Linked DNA regions of Sus scrofa: region 1 is linked to region 2. The links are chromatin contacts, called in public HiChIP or PLAC-seq maps. All regions are on one chromosome and are shown on one strand. The core of a region is the stretch at or near the end of the contact, and the rest is flanking DNA. Distances in the headings are between cores, read along the strand shown.

Evidence for each region. HiChIP or PLAC-seq counts read pairs in DNA pulled down with a chosen protein or histone mark.
Region 1: an H3K27ac HiChIP or PLAC-seq map of alveolar macrophages shows a contact between it and region 2. The contact joins the promoter of ARMCX3 here to the promoter of HNRNPH2 in region 2. A contact is called at or near these places in 1 of 5 promoter capture datasets (fetal liver), 2 of 47 Hi-C or Micro-C datasets (embryonic fibroblasts and heart right ventricle) and 1 of 2 datasets of contacts at active chromatin or transcription factors (alveolar macrophages).

Annotation. Positions count from the first base shown.
Region 1 is chrX:83,185,272-83,190,448 of Sscrofa11.1, reverse strand. ARMCX3 (armadillo repeat-containing X-linked protein 3) reads right to left here and starts at 2,510. Exons shown (of 4, transcript XM_003135252.4): 1 at 2,345-2,510; 2 at 1,737-1,816; 3 at 1,391-1,451; 4 at 1-786. The coding sequence starts at 629.
Region 2 is chrX:83,029,962-83,035,521 of Sscrofa11.1, reverse strand. HNRNPH2 (heterogeneous nuclear ribonucleoprotein H2) reads right to left here and starts at 2,997. Exons shown (of 2, transcript XM_021079664.1): 1 at 2,808-2,997. It overlaps GLA (galactosidase alpha), which reads left to right and starts at 3,249. Exons shown (of 7, transcript NM_001177925.1): 1 at 3,249-3,454. The coding sequence starts at 3,249.

The sequences.
Region 1 (5,177 bases), core at 1,261-3,760, 160 kb before region 2:
TCATCACACACTTGATTCATGTATATCTTAAGCCGGCGCTGATTTTCAGCATTCACACTCAAGTTATTTAGGACAATTAAAGCCTTTTCCTTAACTATGGGATCCCGAGTATTGAGAATCTTTGCCACAATTGGGAGACCACCCAGATCACGAATAATATCTCTGTTAAACGCATAAGCAGCGTTGTTACCCAGAGCAATTAAAGCTGCTTCAAGAATATAAGGCTTTTCAGACATCTCAACCAAGCAAAGAACTTTTTGTAGCTCCTGAGGGGACAAAACGGTATCATCTGAATTGGGGGAAGCCCTTTTCTGGACGGCCCTCCGTGCCCGGGTAGCCCTGGCCCTTGCTCTGGCCCTAGCTCTGGTCCCAGCCTCAGTCCCAATTCGGGCCCAAGGTGGATACCATACTATACCTTTGTTCTCACTGTTGTCATCATCATCGTCTGACCAGTCATTGTACCTGGCCCCAGGACAGTCCCCAACATCATCCACGTCCCCGGACCCGCCCTCAGCCATTTTCTCCTTGTTCTGTTTTCTTCCCCTGGTCAGTCTGTAAATGCAGTAACAGGCGCCAGCCCCAATCACCAGTCCCGCAGTCACCCAGCCTACTTTCCTGGCGTAGCCCATGCAATCGTCCCTGACAGTATCAGGGACCAAGGAACAGAGTAGTCACTCAGGCTGGGGGAGGATGGCTATAGGCCTGGCTGGGTGCAGGCCTGCAGAGGGTGATCGTCTTGTCTTCAGCCCCACTTCAAGGCCACAGTAGCTGACACTACAAGTGGACCTAGGGGTGGAGGAAGGAAATGGGGTTTGAGTTTCTCTTCTCTCTGTGTTATCCCATGCAGGGAGTTGCACAGAGGGACAAGTAAATGAGTTCTTGGTAGGAAATGTAGATTGTTAACAAACTGTGCCCTCTCACTTCACCCTCCTCCTACCCTCCCCAGTCCACACCCTCCCCAAGCCTAGATAAAGGCAACAGAGCCCACAGTCTCTGCTGGGGCCTCAGCCACCCCAAAATCGGTGTTCACAGGGAGTAGCACCCTTGCACTAACCTCCTCCAGACAAGCAGTTTGCCCCTTCTTCCCTCCCCTGGAGGTGTGCCACGCCCAACAACCCTTGTGATCTGCAGAGAGACCAGAGCCAGTGAGAACTAAAGGCTTAATGGATTGACTGTTCATTCGTTGCTTTCCTGATTCACCATCTAGGTTGTCATATTTTTTTTTTAGAAAACTTCTCTATGCCATCCAAAACATGCACATGCCTGCCCCTTCCCTAGCCTGAAATGGGAGGGATGTTAGGGAAATAAAGTAGGATTGGGTGAGCCTGTCCAACCACGGGCGATTTCCAACCCCTCCCCCATTCTAAGCAGCCCCCACGCCCACACCGACCTCTACTGATCCGAGGAAACTTCCTCCCTCGCTTCAACTGGTGCCACCTGCTACAGCAGACCTGCAGGATGACAGATCGAAAACATGGGGACTAAGTGCTGTTGAGAGAAGAGGATTATGAACAAACTATCTGATAGGTTTCCCTTCTGTCATTCTCCCCCACCCCCGCGACACACGGGCGCGCACACGCTCGCGCACACACACACACACACAACGCACGCCATTTCGACACAGTCCCCAGAGTGTAAGAAACACACTCAGACTCAGACCTAACCTAGATCATTGCCACCTCTGGTTTCTACCCACCCCCATCACCAGCCCTGTTAGGGTCCCCAGATGGTCTTACCCTCAAATCGACCTTCACCGATCGGGGTTAATTTCCTTCCTCTTCTGTAGCCTGCCGTAGTGCCGCAACCTACAGAAAGACTGGCAACCCGGGAGAGGCTCGGACCCACAAGACACAGAGCCATGGTCAGGAAAACACAGTCACAGAAAGACGGGAAACAGACGCTACCGAGTGCTTGGTGGACGGACCAGTCCCCAGAACAGAAAACTCTTTCCTAATTCGGAGGCCTGGTTGTCAAAGGTTTCCCACCCCCATTACCCTCTTGGGGGCTTCTGCTGACACATCACGTTGCACTCCCCCCTCGCTAAGTGCAGTTTTTCCCGGCCAGCACTGTCCTGAAGGACTGGGGGGCCAACACCCAGGCCACAGCTCCCTTTGCAGATTACGGCCTCGGTTCCCACCAGGTTCCCACCTCCGGATCTCTGGGCTCCTCCCCAAACATCCCCCTACTCACCATTTCGCAGCATCGAAATGGGCTGCGGGCGGGACAGATGTCTTGCAAAGCCGGCGGCGAGTGGGAGAGACAACAGAGGCGCCCCAAGACCCGCGACGGTCTGCGCCCTGCACCCTCGGCCACCCCCACCTTCTGGAATCTCCCTGGCACTGACCTGCAGGGATCCGGGACAATTTCCTTCTCCTCCTCCTTCCCTCTGCCACCGGCCCGCTCACCCTCAGGGCAGTGGGGAGCTGGTACTCAGACGGGGAACAACGACCAGAACAAGAAGGACTTCTGCACACGTCAGCTCTTGGTCACGTGAGAGCTACGTCATCCACCAACTCGGGTCCCCAATTTCCCCTCCCACCAGCAGTGCGGCAGAAGAGGGCCCGCCCCCCTCCATTCCCTCCCCCACACCAGGCCTTGTTACTCTTTCTTCGTTGCCAATCCCATCTCCTTATAGTTGTGTTTGCCTTCCCCCATTACCAGAAAGGGACAGCATCTCCCCCTGGGGTTACTGGCCACTTGTACTTTTTGAAAAACTGCCTCTTCCTTCCCTAGGCTCCTGGGACAGCAACCTCTCCTTCCACCTCCCCGCCTCCCAGCTATAAATGTCTACGGTTTCCTCTGAAATCCAGTCCCAGATCTGAAATGAAAAAGCCATCTGAAAAGGAGCCCTGGAGTGAGTGAGTGTGTGTGTGTGTTTTCCTTTCTTAATGCGTTTTTGTTCTTTCCCTTCTGCCCTTCTCCCACCCGCAGCCTGCATTCTTTTTATGAAAAAAAAAAATTGCTGTAAAGCTATTTTCATTTGCAGAAAAAAAAAGAGTGGGAGTTGGAGAGTGGTGTTGGGTGATGGCCTCCAAAATGTACCACACTTTCTCACTTGTGGGGAGTGTTACAGAAAGCCATCTTAATGTCTTTGGGGGCCTAGCACATAACATAATCCTGAATGAGCTAATCAGTATGTCTGAGAATACATACAGCAGACTAGGCCAGTCTTCAAAACGGGAGAGCTACAGACTTTTACTTGCATCAGTTAGCAAGGAAGAGGCATGGAGCTCTCAGAAGCAAGTGACACAGAAAATGTTGAGTGGAAATCGCACCAACATAGTGGATGTGTATCATACAGGCATGCACACCGACAGAGTGAGTGGCATACAAAGAACATTATAAAATACACTCAGGCATAAATAGAGAATATCATTTTAAAATGGAATAGATGTTAGTGGAACAGTGAGACTAAGACAAAATTGGCCAACCTCGGTATCTAGGAATTAGTGTGAAACCTTTTCAACGACCAGTTTAATGAATGATTCACCTGTCAGCAATGATCGAATTTTTTTATGAGTGGGCAAAATAATAAAATAATGTCAGAACATGAGGTCTACAGTGAAATATGCCCTAATAGTTCAGATATAAGGTTATTATCTGAGTATGAATTTTAAGATCCACAGACAACAGGGGCATAAATCAAGAAATTAGGAAGTTTGGGAACAGGCAAAACTCTAAGAAAGTTCAAGTTGATGTAACTTTTGGAAGACAGCACTTGACTATGACTGAATTTTATTTTTTCTTCGAGTTTTATTGAGAAATAATTGAGATACAGCACTGTATAAGTTTAAGGTGAACAGGGTATGACTGAAATTTAGTAAGCAGAAACCAGATCAACTATGATGCTGTGTTTAGAGAAAGATCATGTGCAGCGAGGGGGCTTATTCAAGCATAGGGATATATGAAAAGCAGAGTCAGAGGAAAGTGTTGATAGTTCCCACCCAAGCACTGTCTGGAGGAGAGCGAGTCTTGGCCAAGATGAATGGAAAAATTAGCTTTCTTTGGCAGAGCCATCCCCATGATGTGTAAGTGTACTTCAAGTTTCTTAGCTAAAAGCCACTTCTTAAAGTGCACCAATGCCCTTGCTCTGATTGCAGGCTCACCAAGCCACCTTCTGAGGTTGTGGTTTCCCAAGTAGTAGCTTGCCAACAGGGAGTGAATGGGCTGATAAAACTGACAGAAACCTCTAGTACCCTTGACGGTTGTATTTTTCAGGATAAATTCTTCAGTTGTCACTCCCTTGTGAGACTTAGTTTCCCTTGTGGCCTTCTTACAGGGAGAAAATGCAGAAATCCATGCACTGGGGCATTCAGATATAGATTTAGATATGTCTCTGTGAATGGGAGTCTTTCCTTGACAGAGGCATCCACTCTCAGCGTACAGACAAAATCAGGTATTGATCATGACGGGATGAGGACAAGGCTCTGAACTCTAGATGCAACCTTGTGGAATCCTATCAGGGAAGCCAAGTAGCTTTGGCTTACAAGACAGCCTAGTGCATCACCATTTCAGAACTGTACCTCTCTAGTGTTCAGTTAATGTAAAAATTACAACTGGAGTTCCCATTGTGGCGCAGTAGAAACGAATCCGACTAGGAATCATGAGGTTGTGGGTTCAATCCCTGGCCTTGCTCAGTGGGTTAAGGATCCAGCATTGCCGTGAGCTGTGGTGTGGGTTGAAGAAGCATCTTGGATCCTGCGTTGCTGTGGCTGTGGCGTAGGCCGGCAGCTGCAGCTCTGATTAGACCCCTAGCCTGGGAACCTCCATATGCTGCAGGTGTGAGCCTAAAAAACCAAAAAAAAAAGAAAGAAAGAAAAGAAAATTACGACTAAAGCATGCCGTGGCAGATAGGCCCCCCAGCACCTCAGTCCCAGATGAACAAAGCATCATATCCAAAGTAGTTGAAGGGCTCCTGCAAATCAACAATAATATCTGAAACAGTATACATTTCTCTCTGGGAAGAGAAAGGAATCGCCATTTACATTTTACATACCCTGTCATTTTCCCCAGCAAAAGGGTGGGCATTGTGACCCAAACAGACCAACTCCATACTCTCTTACTGAAATTTAAACCTCAAACGGAGATAGAAAACTGAAAATCAGTGGAATTATGGCATCCTGAAGAGCCCATCTATCAATTCCTCCCACTAGATGTCTCAAATCTGATGCTGATCT
Region 2 (5,560 bases), core at 1,748-4,247:
CAGCACTCGGCTCTGGCATACAAGGCTCAATCAGCCCAGAGAGGCCTTATGGTCCTACAGGGTCTGCTACACAACTTAACTAATGACAAAAAGGGCAAAGAAACAGTATCCCTGCTATGACAGGGTTCTGTGTGGGGTGAAGAGGTGGTATAAAGCAGGGACTGGCTGGTTAATTCAGCTGGCGAAGAATGGTCGAATAAAAAGGACTAACTGGCTCAGGGAGCCACAAACTTTAAAATAGGAGGCAGCAAGGCAAGAGATAAGGCTGGCTATGGAGAGATCAGGTCTGGAAGGTCTCATCCGGACAAAGGCTAAGGGCCTTTTCAGGGTTTTAAACTGGGGGCTGTGGGGAGGGGAGAAAGGGGGGGGTGCAAGGAGGGGAGTGAGGGGAGGAAAGTGAAAGAAGCAAAGTGAGGGGAGGAGAATGAAGTAATCAGAACCTTTCAGAAAGATCGCCATGGCAACAGTGTGGCTCTCAAACAGGAGGAGTTGGGTGACACTAGCAAGATCTGTTAGAACTCTAGTCTCTTAGAGATGCTAAGGGATTCACTTAAAGCAACAGCAGTTTAAAAATGGGGGTGGGGAGAAGAAAGATAAGATCTAGCCATTCAAAGCGTACCACAGTCCGTGGGACTTACTAATAGATTAAATATACCGGCAGTACGGATGTGAGGATACAGGAGAGGAGTCTGGGAAATTTTCAAACCTCATCAATTATCAGAAATACAAGTTAAAGCCTGAATTAATCACCGTTCTTCACCCATTAACATAGTGAAAATTAAACAGGTAGGATAGGTCAACATAGATATGCAGGGTTCGCAAATACACTCCCAGAGGAGTGAAGTTGATAAGGTCTCTCAGGAAAGCAATTTGGAAGTATGTATAACATCTTTTGATACAGGAAACCCACTTCTGGTTTTGTACCCTGAGAAAATGGTCTGAAATTCAGACAAAGCTTTATGGAGCTATATGTTCTTTGAAAGGTATTTTATTAAGAAAGATAAAACATGACACACTTTAAAAATTATAAAACCATCTAATGACACGAGAAATACTCATGCTATAATCTTAAGTGACCCAAGATCATAGCTATTTTACAACCTCAACTATGAAAAAGATCTGTGTTCACATATCCTCTGACCCTGCTGGAATTCCTTACAGAAACCTGGTCAAGAGAAATTCTCACAAATGTTCACTGCTGCACTGCTGGTAATGGCAGAAAATTAGAAACCTAATCATCCATCAACAGGGGAATGGCTGAATTACACTTTACCCTTAAAACAGAATATCATGCTGCTGTTTTTTAAAAAATCTGCCCTGACATAGGAAGAGTTCCAAAATACATTAAGTGAAGGAATATGCATAGTATGATCCTACTTATTTTAAAGTATACCCAGGCATGTATATACATATGTAAATGCAGAGAAGTTCTGGAGGGATATGAGTTGTTTTTTTGAGAAAATGAGGACTAGCGGGTAGGAAGAGTGAAGTGGATTTTTCACTTTTTACCCTGTATACTTCTACATAGTTTTAACTTTTAAATCACTGTAATTAGAATAAAGAGCAATGTTAGAAAAGTACGTGTTAATATGGCACATGTTAATAGTGGTTACTCTGGTAGATTTATGGATTTTTCAAAATTTTTGTCAATTTTTTGTGCCTTCTTGATTTTCTATAGAGAGTAGTTACCTTTATTTCAGGGAAAAATAACAGAAAACTAACAAAATGTTTACTTTTCTGGGATTGGTAGAGCAAATTTTATAAAATTTTCTCATTTTGTATGTGGATGACTTATCTGACACGGTCTGGGGAACACTGGGCCTCTTGGAAAGAAAGGACAAAGTGTAATAACTGCCCTAAAACTACACTGAGGATTCAAGTCAACATTTACTAATTGCCTATTATGTGCCTGGAACACTGCATCTGCCATGATAATAGCCTTCCTACGGACCGTCTTTAGTCTGAGTGACAGATTTACGAACTGGTATTTTGCCTGCCTTATTTCTTGGATGACCCATCCCATTTAACGTCCCTACAGCACTCTAGGCTTTCACGTCCCCCACTGTAGTGGCAGGGAAGTTCTACTTCATTACTGTGACTCCTGGGAAGGCCACGAGGACTCTGTTGCCTGAAGTAGGACCCAGGATTCCATTTAGGAGTGAAGAATTTGTGCACCTATGCCTGTGATATGTACAGACTTTTTATAGACCAAAATGCTGAGCTGTTATCTCTGGGTGTATTTTTTTTTAATTTATAGTATACTGTTATTTTTCCAATGTTCAAAATTGAGCATGTGAATTGTTACAAGCAGAAAAATAAACGTTATTTAAATATTTAATTCAATTTTTAAAAATTCCTTGGGCGCCTCTGTGAGGCACGCAGCATTTGCCTAGACGTGACTCTACAGATCAAATTCGCTTGGTGCCTCCCCCTACAGACAGACAATCAGGCACTGGAGACTGGGTGCCTGAATGGATGGACCAGCACTCAGACCTCTGGTCTCAAGATCAGGATCTTCCTAAACTAGGGACGTGGTTTTCCAATGTCTTTCAGCTTATGGTTTCTCTTAAGGGTCCTCTGAGACCCGCCCAGACAGACAGATATACAAAAACACAGACACAGTCACGAAACGTCCACCATTTCCCCACCAGGCGCAGCAAAGGCGGCTTCCCGGCACTGAGACGGGGGGAGGGGAGAGCGGGGGAGCGGAAAGCAGGGAACGAAAAAGGCGGAGGCGGCCCGCGGACCCCGCTTTGGTCTTCATCATCACCACCCCCCGGGGCCCCGGCTCCCACCCACACACCAACCTCTAACGATACCGGATAATTTTCCTCTTTCTTCCCTCAAACGGCTATAGCGAGACGGTAGACGACGACCAGAACTACTTCTGCTCACGTAAGCGACTGGTCACGTGAGGACCTACGTCATGTGAGATCTCGGTCACGTGAGCACTGCTCGGCTCTACCGCGGGATCATTAAAGTGCCGCACTTCCTTCTGGTATGACAATAGGGCGGGTCGATATTCAGAAAAAGATGGTATGGTTGGTGGCGGGGCGTCTTCTCTGACTGGTTATTGGTCCGCCTCTGGGGATAACCATCCCAGTTGCCGGAGAAACAGTTTCGTCATTGCTTAACAACTCACCGATGATTGGGTAGGCGAGCGAAGTTGGGTTCCGCGGGCCGCCTCCGCCTTTTTAGCCCTTAAGAACCTAGAAGCCCAGGTGACTCCTGGAGATCTCTGTTGCGTGATGACAGCTACGATGAAGCCGGTGAGCAGGGTCCGGCGGCTGGGCTACGTGCTGCCATTTTGCTTCCTGGCCCAGGTTCTCTGGGGCGTCCCAGGGGCCCGGGCCCTGAACAACGGCTTGGCGAGGACCCCTACCATGGGCTGGCTGCACTGGGAGCGCTTCATGTGCAATGTGGACTGTCAAGAAGATCCGGATTCCTGTATCAGGTATCAGAAATACTGGGTACATTCTTCCCTTCGCCTTTCCTTCCGGCTACCGTTGAAGGCATGGAGGGTCGCAGCGAGAAAATTCGAGCCCCAGGGAGAGCTGCCCTATTGCTCCTGCTTTTTTTTTTTTTTTTTATCGCCAGCAAACTAGCCTGGATGGGAACTAGCCCTAAATTTTCTCCATGTAGCCTCCCCACCCCACCCGCCGGGGTGGGAGTCCGGCCAGAGACCTCTACTTCTCCGCCTCTCTCTGCCTAATCACCCAGTTAAGGATGTTCTCCACTTATCATCTGGTTCTGTTCAGACCCTTATTAAGAGCTACTGCTCTCTCTCTGCGAGGTACTAGCAGTGAAGACAGCTGTGGTGAGTAGGAAGGACAGAGGACTATGACACGTGCCCTTTCTTCCTCTTTTTGGGTCATGGGTTCCTTGGCTGTAAGTGGAAGCAATTTAGAGAGACCATGGAGTCTCTGAGATCACCCCTTCCTGTAGCCCTTGAGTATAACATCTGGTTGGAAGGTTGACGTCAAGGGCCTTTATCTTTTGAAGATAAAAGGTTAGACTGGATAAGACAGATATTGATCCTATCTGATCCACACAGCCTTCATCTGTAAATTGTCACAGATTCAGCTCGGATCCTGCATTACTGTAGCCTTGGCATAGGCCAGAAGCTGCAGCTCCCATTAAACCTTAGCCTGGGAACTTCCCTATGCCACGGGAGTGGCCCTAAAAAAAAAAAAAAAAGAAAGAAAAAAAGAAAAGAAAAGACCAAAAAAAGCACAGTGCAGTACCAGGCCCTGCACTTGGGCATATAGAAGAAATGTTCTTAACCTGAACTGCATGGGGAAAATAAGGCAAATTTGCAAATATTAAGTATGTGTGTTTTTCTGAAGAGAGAATCTTGAACTTTGTTCAGATTTTCACAGGGATCTGTAGTCTAGAAAAGGTTAATAATCCCTGACTGATAGTGTTAAAAACATAATAACATGCTTGGTGCATAGGCTCCTCTGTAAGCAGCATATGGTACATCACAGTGGCCATAAGTTATTCCTATGAATGTCTTTACAGACGAAGTCAGGATGTTGATCAAAGGTGACAGAATTGGAGTTCCCGTTGTGGCTCAGCGGATTAAGAACCTTACATAGTCTCCATGAGGATGTGGATTCGACCCCTGGCCTTGCTCAGTGGGTTAAGGATTCCGTGTTGCCACAAACAACGAGGTCACAGATGCAGCTCAGATCTGGCGTTGCTGTGAGCTGGCCTAGGCCACCTATTTCCCCTAGCCTGGGAACTTCCATATGCCACAGATGCAGCCCTAAAAAGAAAAAAGTCCTTTGGGGTTTTTTTTCAGGGTTTTACTAAATGTACAAGGGGAAAAATTTTTTTAGCATTGAGGGTTTTTTATTCAAGAGCCAAATAATGTCTCCATTTATTCAAATAATTTGGAAACATCGTAGTTTTATTCGTATGAACTCTGCACATATATTAAAATTATCTCCAGGTATTTTGGGTTTTGTTTGTCACTTTTTTGGTTGCTCTTGTGAATGGCATATTTTTCTTTGACTAGGTTATCATTGGTATCTAAGAAAGCTGTTTATTATGTCACCTTTGTAGTTTCTTTCCTTACTGAACTTTGTTCTTAGTTCTAATAGCCTTTTCAATTTCGTATGGTTTGTTTTTGCTTTTGTTTTTGGCCGCAGCGTGCAGCAGCTTGATGTGGGATCTCAGTTCCCAAACCAGGGATTGAATGCGAGCTGCAGCAGTGAAAGCACTGAGTCCTAACCACTACACCACCAGGGAACTCCCAGTTTCATGTATTTCTCAGTCCTATTTTAATTGTTTGGGGTCCTTAGGGTGGAAGTATTACGAGGAGAGAGGGAGTTCACATTGTGGCTCAGCAGGTTAAGAACCTGACATAGTGTCCATGAGGATACTGGTTTGATCCCTGGCCTCGCTCAATGGTTTAAGGACCCAGCATTGCTGCAAGCTGTGATGTAGGTCACAGATGAGGCTCTGATCTGGTGTGGCTATGGTGTAGGCTGGCAGCTGCAGCTCTGATTTGACCCCTAGACTGGGAACTTCCTTATGCCACAGATGTGGCCCTAAA